3 separate regions of the Sus scrofa genome follow, and all the other regions are linked to region 3. Evidence: chromatin contacts called from public HiChIP or PLAC-seq data. All regions are on one chromosome and are shown on one strand. The core of a region is the stretch at or near the end of the contact, and the rest is flanking DNA. Distances in the headings are between cores, read along the strand shown. Region 1 holds the start of BSN (protein bassoon). Region 2 overlaps DAG1 (dystroglycan). Region 3 holds the start of APEH (acylaminoacyl-peptide hydrolase).

The links. HiChIP or PLAC-seq counts read pairs in DNA pulled down with a chosen protein or histone mark.
Region 1: a contact with region 3 is called in an H3K27ac HiChIP or PLAC-seq map of skeletal muscle. The contact joins the promoter of BSN here to the promoter of APEH in region 3. A contact is called at or near these places in 5 of 5 promoter capture datasets (fetal liver, fetal skeletal muscle, liver and 1 more), 27 of 47 Hi-C or Micro-C datasets (adipocytes, blood, brain and 16 more) and 2 of 2 datasets of contacts at active chromatin or transcription factors (alveolar macrophages and skeletal muscle).
Region 2: a contact with region 3 is called in an H3K27ac HiChIP or PLAC-seq map of skeletal muscle. The contact joins the enhancer-like site here to the promoter of APEH in region 3. A contact is called at or near these places in 3 of 5 promoter capture datasets (fetal liver, liver and skeletal muscle), 26 of 47 Hi-C or Micro-C datasets (adipocytes, blood, brain and 16 more) and 2 of 2 datasets of contacts at active chromatin or transcription factors (alveolar macrophages and skeletal muscle).

What each region holds. Positions count from the first base shown.
Region 1 is chr13:32,105,604-32,108,303 of Sscrofa11.1, forward strand. BSN (protein bassoon) reads left to right here and starts at 1,364. Exons shown (of 12, transcript XM_021068762.1): 1 at 1,364-1,691. The coding sequence starts at 1,474.
Region 2 is chr13:32,086,522-32,089,221 of Sscrofa11.1, forward strand. It overlaps DAG1 (dystroglycan), which reads left to right. Exons shown (of 3, transcript XM_021068744.1): 3 at 1,131-2,700. Among named protein-coding and RNA genes, the nearest start is that of BSN, 19 kb to the right of the region's middle. Within about 2 kb of position 1,375, at least 2 of the 83 cell types and tissues checked have an H3K27ac peak or open chromatin away from gene starts, as enhancers often do. A contact at or near this core is called in skeletal muscle, where this site is marked.
Region 3 is chr13:32,204,390-32,207,176 of Sscrofa11.1, forward strand. APEH (acylaminoacyl-peptide hydrolase) reads left to right here and starts at 1,478. Exons shown (of 22, transcript NM_213923.1): 1 at 1,478-1,498; 2 at 1,574-1,706; 3 at 2,192-2,318; 4 at 2,686-2,779. The coding sequence starts at 1,487.

The DNA.
Region 1 (2,700 bases), core at 114-2,613, 99 kb before region 3:
TGTTCATTGGGTTTTCTGAGTTATTCCAGGTCAGGTTAGAAATGCTGACATCACATTTGATTTATTCTTCATCATTAGCAGAATTAAATGGGTTTGTAAAATAGGTCCAAGTTTACTCAAGTTCTTCTTCACAGCCATGATTGATTGATTGATTGATTGTCCTTATAGGGATGCACCCGTGGCATATGGAGGTTCCCAGGCTAGGGATCTAATTGGAGCTGTTGCCTCCGGCCTATGCCACAGCTGAACCACATCTGCGACCTACAATACAGCTTATGGCAACACCAGATCCTTAACCTACTGAGCGAGGCCAGGATTGAACCCGCAACCTCATGGTTCCTAGTCGGATTCGTTTCTGCTGTGCCATGACAGGAACTCGTACACAGCCATGATTTATGAAGCCAGGAAGTTTGGAGTATAGTCTGGATCTTCTAAGAAGTATTCTCTCTCAGGAAAGTACAGGTTTGTGTAAGAAGCCAGGAGGCAGAGTAGTATGCAGACACCGAAGTCTGTAAACTGAGGTAATGGAAAAATAATTTGGTGAGCTCTCAGGTTAATGCAGAGGCAGCCTGCAGCCCCTCGTCTAGACAGTCCCTGGGAACCACAGCCCAAGGACTCTAAGAAACATCAACTCCTTTTCCTCATCCTCAAGGTCACTGTCCCAGGGCCTGCTGAGGCAACCTTCCATCTGGCTTCAGGCCAGCCCTGACACACCCTCCACCTTTCCCAGGGACACTTCCTGAAACTCCTTCCCCTGGGACAAGGGCTCAGCATGAAACCCAGATGGTTCCCATGGCGACATCTGGATAAAGTCTTCAATCCCTTTGAGACCCTCATAACCAGTCCCATCACCCAGCATCCTTTATCTCAGTCCTTCCATGACAATGCGCCTCTGAACACACTTGTTCATTTATTTCTCCAACTCCTAAACATCCTTTGATGCTACACTCAGTGACCCCTCTCTGAGGCCTGTTCCCACGAAGTCTGCCAGTTGGGACCCTGAAGTTACCCAAATGAGAGCTCCCATTCCTGAGTTCTCTGAGGCAGTAAGCGTCACTGACTCCAGGGCAGGGTACGGCGGGTCGCCCTCACAGCCCTTTCTCGTGGTCTGTGTCTCTCCAATCCTGGTTTGATCGGATGCTCCTGCCGACACTTGCTGGGCCCCGGATAGCGAACGCCGGCTTTGGCGGCCCCGGAAGGCGCATGCGCGGGCCAAGGCGGCTGTTTCCCCGCCACTCCGCCGGGGGCTCTTGGACACGCGTCCTCACCAGCAGGAGGGAGCGCGCGCGTGCGTGGGGTGGGGGTGTGTACAGGGAAGAGGCACGAGGGCCGCGCATGCGCAGCGGCAGGCGGCGGCGCGAGCCGAGCTGGGAGATGGCGGCGGCGGCGGCGGCGGCGCGGAGCGTGTGAGCAGCTGCCCGGGAGCCGCCGGCCCGGGCCCAGTGCGACCTCGGCCCCGCCCGTCTGCCCGCCATGGGCAACGAGGCCAGCCTGGAGGGCGGCGTTGGCGAAGGGCCGCTGCCGCCCGGAGGCTCCGGCCCCGGCCCCGGCCCGGGCCCCGGGGTAGGGAAGCCGCCTTCAGCACCGGCTGGCGGCGGACAGCTCTTGGCAGCAGGCGGGGCACGGGCTACCGCCGGACCACCGGGTCCAGGCCCCGGCCCCGGCCCCGGCCCCGGCCCTGGCCCGGGCAGGTAAGCGCAGGGCAAGGCGCCCGGGGGCGGGAACTGCAGCCTGAGGCCGAAGCTGGGGCCCACGACCCTGCAGTCTAGTCTGGACAGCGAGATCGGACGTCCAGCTACACTTTGAGCCCAGTCGGACTGACGTGAGCCGAGTGGTCAGTCGCGAGAAGCATCCCTTCCATTACAGCCGTCCTGCCTTAGTAAAGCAGGATGGTGAGCGCAGGGTCAGTCTGGGCCTGCAGACCGTGACTCCGTCACGAACCCCAAATTCGCTTTCCCCCAGTGCCAGGCTAAGGAGGGGCTTATGTAACCTCAGCCTGGTTCTTCTGCACTGGGAAGCAGTGGGATGGAAAACGTCTTCCCTGTCTGCTTGTGTCTGCATTTGTCCATTGTGTTGGGCCAAGGAAAGAGCACAATGGGAGTGGCTGTCAGGGAAGATAAGTGTCACTGCGAGGAGCAGAAAGATATGGAAATAGTTGAACCATGAACTTGGTCATACGCTTTCCTCAGGCATTTAGTAGTCAAAATCATCTTTGGAGGAAGGGAAAGTGGTACTGGACACCACAAGGTACTTATTTAGGCTCAACAATAGTAACAGGGTCATGTGCTTTCATCATGGTTTAGTGAAACACTTTGGGGTGAAGCAAAAATGCTGTTGAATCATCTAGAACCGAGTATGTTCATGTTGTCTTATGACTTAGGTTACCACTCAAATCAGTGGAATGCTTTAAACAGACATATCTGATCAAATACTCTAAAACCAGCTTGTTTAAAATGTATGCCAGTTGAGGTTGTATAAACAATCAAGTGGAAAGGAAATGCAGAGGAAGAAAATGGCAATCTATAATAAATTAGTAGACTGAACACTCAGGAAAGCTACCAAGAGACAAGATAAAATGGAAGCACTGTCTTTACACCAAATAGAGCTGGGAAGTAGCAAAACCCAGGGGTGCTTCTGAGTCCATATGAGTCTGCTGATAATGTTGCCTTGGCTTTTCTATGTGGGGGCACATAAACTGTG
Region 2 (2,700 bases), core at 125-2,624, 120 kb before region 3:
CTCTATTGACCAGTGTCTCTGGACTTGATGGACAGGACAGTGGAGCTGAGAGTGCCTTCAGGCAGACTAGGGTCCCCACCTTTCTTGCTTTGGGCGCAGGAATGGGTGTTTCCTGAAAGTGAGAGTAGTCATAGATGGGGCCTGAGCAAGAGACAAGTCTTGTTTCCCTGTTGTCAGCTGATGGTGGAAGTTTTTATGGCTGCATTCCCTTAGAAGCTTTATATATTACCAGTCATGCCGCTGTGGAAAAGGACTTCCACCCTGAAATAAGTCTGCAGGGTGCTATTGGGTGGAAAAGGGGATGAGCTCCCAAGGCCTGCCTCTGTGCATCGGCTTTCTGAGGGAAGAGGTGAGCTCTGTCAGTTTCCCAGGCTTAGTTGCCTACAGAATTCTCTTTCAGAGATACTGGAGCTTCTTGTAATGCCTTTGATAAACAGTCTTCTTAGAATAAATGTTTCCATTCCTCTACTCTGGGCATTGCAGTTTTTCTTGAGGTTTGAAAAGCAGGATTAATTAAGACATTAGATACAGCTAACCAAAAGTGCCCCACTAAACTTGAATGTAACGGGGTGGTTATAAAATGAGTCATTTGGGAGCATTGAATTGTCTGTGCACCCAGACCTGTGTGTATTTCCACTTCTGGGCAGGGAAGACACTCTAGGCCAGGCATGTGACTTAATAAGCAAAGTTGTGGTGTCTGCGGAGGGCAGGGGAGAAGTCTGAGGCGAGGTCGGAAGGGGGTGCTGAGGGATGAGGCACTTGAGCTTGATTCTGCAGGCAGAGTGGATGAGTGGGTGGCAGGGCCTGTCATTGGTGTAAAAGCCAGTAACATTCTTGAGCTCCATGGCATCAGTTCTCTGGGGTGAGGCTTGTGTTTGAGTGCCAGCACTGCTGTCTCCCCACTGTGTGCTTGAGTGAATCATTTGCCTTCCATGCTAGCCCTGGCACCCCCAGTCTTTTATGACAGGCAAATGAATTTCAGGACAGAGGGCTTGGTTCCTTCAACAGGAATTCTGGAGTGTGCTCCAGGCCTGTCACACAGTTCAGGCTAGGCTAGTGGTTAACTGTTGTGAATCTTTTCAGGTTATGCAGTGATAGTAGCACTTAATTCACGTTAACATCTCTTACAGGTGTCAGCAGCAGGGAAGGAAGCCTTACCATCCTGGCTGCACTGGGACCCCCAGAGCCACACCCTGGAGGGTCTCCCTCTTGACACTGATAAGGGTGTGCATTACATTTCGGTGAGTGCTGCACGGCTGGGAGCCAACGGGAGCCACGTCCCCCAGACTTCAAGTGTGTTCTCTATCGAGGTCTACCCTGAAGACCACAGTGAGCCACAGTCTGTGCGAGCAGCGTCACCAGATCCGGGCGAGGTGGTGTCATCTGTCTGTGCTGCTGATGAGCCTGTGACTGTCCTGACAGTAATTCTGGATGCTGACCTCACCAAGATGATCCCAAAGCAAAGGCTCGACCTTCTGCAGAGAATGCAGAGCTTCTCAGAAGTGGAGCTTCACAATATGAAGTTAGTGCCAGTGGTGAACAACAGACTCTTTGACATGTCAGCCTTCATGGCTGGCCCGGGAAATGCGAAAAAAGTGATAGAGAATGGGGCCCTGCTCTCCTGGAAGCTAGGCTGCTCCCTGAACCAGAATAGTGTGCCTGACATTCATGGTGTGGAGGTCCCTGCCAGGGAGGGTGCTATGTCTGCCCAGCTTGGCTACCCTGTGGTGGGTTGGCACATTGCCAACAAGAAGCCCCCTCTCCCAAAACGCATCCGGAGGCAGATCCATGCCACACCCACACCTGTCACTGCCATTGGGCCCCCAACCACAGCCATCCAGGAGCCACCTTCCAGGATTGTTCCCACCCCCACATCTCCAGCCATTGCTCCTCCAACTGAGACCATGGCTCCCCCAGTTAGGGATCCTGTTCCTGGGAAGCCCACAGTCACCATTCGGACTCGAGGTGCCATTTTTCAGACCCCAACTCTCGGCCCCATTCAGCCCACTCGGGTGTCAGAAGCAGGCACCACAGTCCCTGGCCATATCCGCCCAACAATGACCATTCCTGGCTACTTGGAGCCCACGGCGGTTGCTACCCCTCCTACACCTACCACCAAGAAACCACGAGTATCCACACCCAAACCAGCCACACCTTCTACTGACTCTTCAACCACCACAACTCGAAGGCCGACCAAGAAGCCGCGGACACCCCGACCGGTGCCTCGGGTCACCACCAAAGCACCCATCACCAGATTGGAAACCGCCTCCCCGCCTACTCGCATCCGCACCACTACCAGTGGGCTGCCCCGTGGAGAGCCCAACCAGCGCCCAGAGCTTAAGAACCACATTGATAGGGTAGATGCCTGGGTTGGCACCTACTTTGAGGTGAAGATCCCGTCAGACACTTTCTATGACAATGAGGACACCACCACTGATAAGCTGAAGCTGACCTTGAAGCTTCGGGAGCAGCAGTTGGTAGGTGAGAAGTCTTGGGTACAGTTCAACAGCAATAGCCAGCTCATGTATGGCCTCCCCGACAGCAGCCACGTGGGCAAGCACGAGTATTTTATGCATGCCACAGACAAGGGGGGCCTGTCAGCTGTGGATGCCTTCGAGATCCATGTCCACAGGCGCCCTCAAGGGGACAGAGCTCCTGCACGATTCACAGCCAAGTTTGTGGGTGACCCAGCACCAGTAG
Region 3 (2,787 bases), core at 228-2,727:
TCCAGAGGGCTGCACCGTGAATTTACAGCCAGTCTACTGCACATGTTCTCAAGGACAGGCACCGTGTTCCCAGTTTTCCTGTTATAAACAACAACTGTAATGAACATCCTAATTTCCAACTTTCCACCCAGGTTGGTGGCTGGGGCAACTCTATCTGCTCCCAGTTCTGGCCTTAACAGTCCTGCACACACTGGATGCTCACAAATGCAGGTGGCCCCAGAAAGTGGAAACTGTTTTTACTTAACTAGCCCGACGTGGTTGATGGGGAAGGGGAAGCTGCAGGCCAATCTCAGTCAAAAGCAAAGCAGGGCGCAGGGAGCCAGGCCCCTGAGGTGTGGAAGACCATCCAGGTGCAAGGTATATGGAAGAGGGGACATCGCTGCTGGCCTGACAGCTGGCCAGCCTCTCCTGCCCTCTTGAGCCATCATAAGCCCAGCCCAGTACTGCTGTCCTGAGGGAACCTGCCTGTCCAGGTTTTTCTTTCCACAGGAAGTGCTCTGGTTCTGGGTGGAGCCTGACCCCACCAGGCCCTTTGCACTCAAGAGCTTGGCCTGAGGCCTGGGAAGGCAGACAGAGGCCCACCAGTTCATGATCCCCAGCAAAGTGCCACTGAGCGGGTGGGTGAGGGCTGCAGGAGCAGATAGCTTAAGAGGTAGGCGCGGTGGCTGATAAAACCAGGCAACACCCTGCGAATTTGGCACCCGCCTTTCGTTGCCCAACACCCTAGAACTCTGCGAGCTATGTCAGGAGCGCACCTCTGTCCTTTCTCATTGGCCTGGGAGCCCCTCCAGAGCAGGGCCTGGCACCTCCTGGTGAATGTCTGCCTTCTAATGGACCAGGAGGACCCAACAGTCAGTTCCTGGCTGCGGGAGATCCCTGCTGGAGATAGCTTCGATCTGGCTTCAGCTCAGGCCCCATTCCTCACCTCTCCTTTTCTGGACTTCACCCGGGCTAGGCTCAGCCCCGCCCGGCCGCACCGCCTCTCTGCAGAGCCTTCGGTCCTCCGCCGCCCTCTCAGTCCCCGCCCCCCGAATGCTTAGGGCTCACCCCCGTCAGGCCTCACCCCCCACCTCCCTTGGGCCCTGTCTTTCCTCACAGACCTCGCCCCTCCCCAAAGATATGCGCCTTTATTCCGTTTCCACAGCACCATCCCCTCTCCTCACCAAGTAACTGGCCGGGGCTTGGCCCACACAGCCCGCCTCTCACCAGCCTGGCCTGCCGGGAAAGGACCGCTCCTTTCCCCAAGGTTCCCGCCCCTCCCATCCAGGACTCCTGCAGCCGCGGTTCCCACTTCTGCCCCACAGGCCCCACCTCCTTACCATCTAGGCCCCGCCCCTCGGGTAACGGTTCCGGCCCATTCGTAGAAGGTTCCGCCCCTCTCAAGGCAAGGTCCGGGTGGCAGGGCTGGGCCGCTGCGGGCTCCGCCCCCTGAGCTCACTTCCGGGCGCCAGCACTGACTGCCTAGCCCCGGCGCCCCAGAGCAACCATGGAGCGGCAGGTGAGGGATCGGCCCGCGGTTCCTGTGGTCTTTGCAACCCGGGCTGTGCCTGACCCTGCTGTGTCCCCTGCGCAGGTGCTGCTGAGCGAGCCCGAAGAGGCGGCGGCGCTGTACCGGGGCCTTAGCCGCCAGCCCGCGCTGAGCGCCGCCTGCCTGGGCCCAGAGGTCACCACGCAGTACGGGGGTCGCTACCGGACTGTGCACACTGGTGTGTGTATGGCGGGGAATCGGTGGCGGGCCTATTCCGGGGCCGTGCACTCGGGTGGAGAGGAGGGGGATGTGCAGGGCTCGCTGCCTGACAGTGCTCACGAGTTTGTGGAAGACCGGGCTTGGAGGGTGTGGGTGTGGAAGGGTGCATCCCCCAGCCGTGCACACAGGTGTATAGGGGGTGTTCTGGAATGTTGCCCATGAGTGCAGAGTGTGGGTCTTGTAGGGGTCACCCACCCCCATCATCCCATACTGTACCCCCCCTCAAGGTCCTAGGGCGGATGCCAGGAGCGGTAGTGGTTTCTCTCCAAGATGTCAGCTCAGGCTCCGGTGACCTAAACTTGAGTTGTAGCCAAGTGTTGCCCATCCTGCCCCCAGAATATCTGGAGTCAGATTGGGGAGGTGGGCTGGACCTTCCTCTGGGCGGGGTAGGGGAGCCTGTGCTGGGACTGGCCAAATTGAGCAGTCTCATGCCTCTCCTCGCAGAGTGGACCCAGAGGGACCTGGAACGCATGGAGAACATCCGATTCTGCCGCCAGTACCTGGTGTTCCATGATGGGGACTCAGTGGTGTTTGCAGGGCCTGCAGGCAACAGTGTGGAGACCCGGGGGGAGTAAGTTTGAGGAAGGAAGCTTGTGGGCAAGGCCACAGCCATCTGCAAGCCTTTTATGAATACCCACCGTGTGCCTTGGTGTGGGGAGGGCCCAGAAAGGAAGCCAGGAGCTTGTTTTTTGCCACTAGGAGCTCTAGAGACATGGTCATAAGCACTGGAGACTTGCTTCTGACGGGCCAGGACCGGAGCCCCTGCTCCAGGGAGGGGAGGCAAGGCATCTGCCATGGTAGGACTAGAAGGGCTGCAGGGACGCATGTGGGCCACAGCCTCAAGAATCTTGTCTAAGAGGTTACAGCCAGTAAGGGGATAGGATGGGCTATCACTGGGTGGGAGGTAGTCCTGATGCGTTATCCTGTGTCCTCCTCAGGCTGCTGAGCAGAGAGTCTCCTTCAGGCACCATGAAAGCCGTGCTGCGCAAGGCTGGAGGCACGGGCACTGCGGAGGAGAAGCAGTTTTTGGAGGTAAGTCT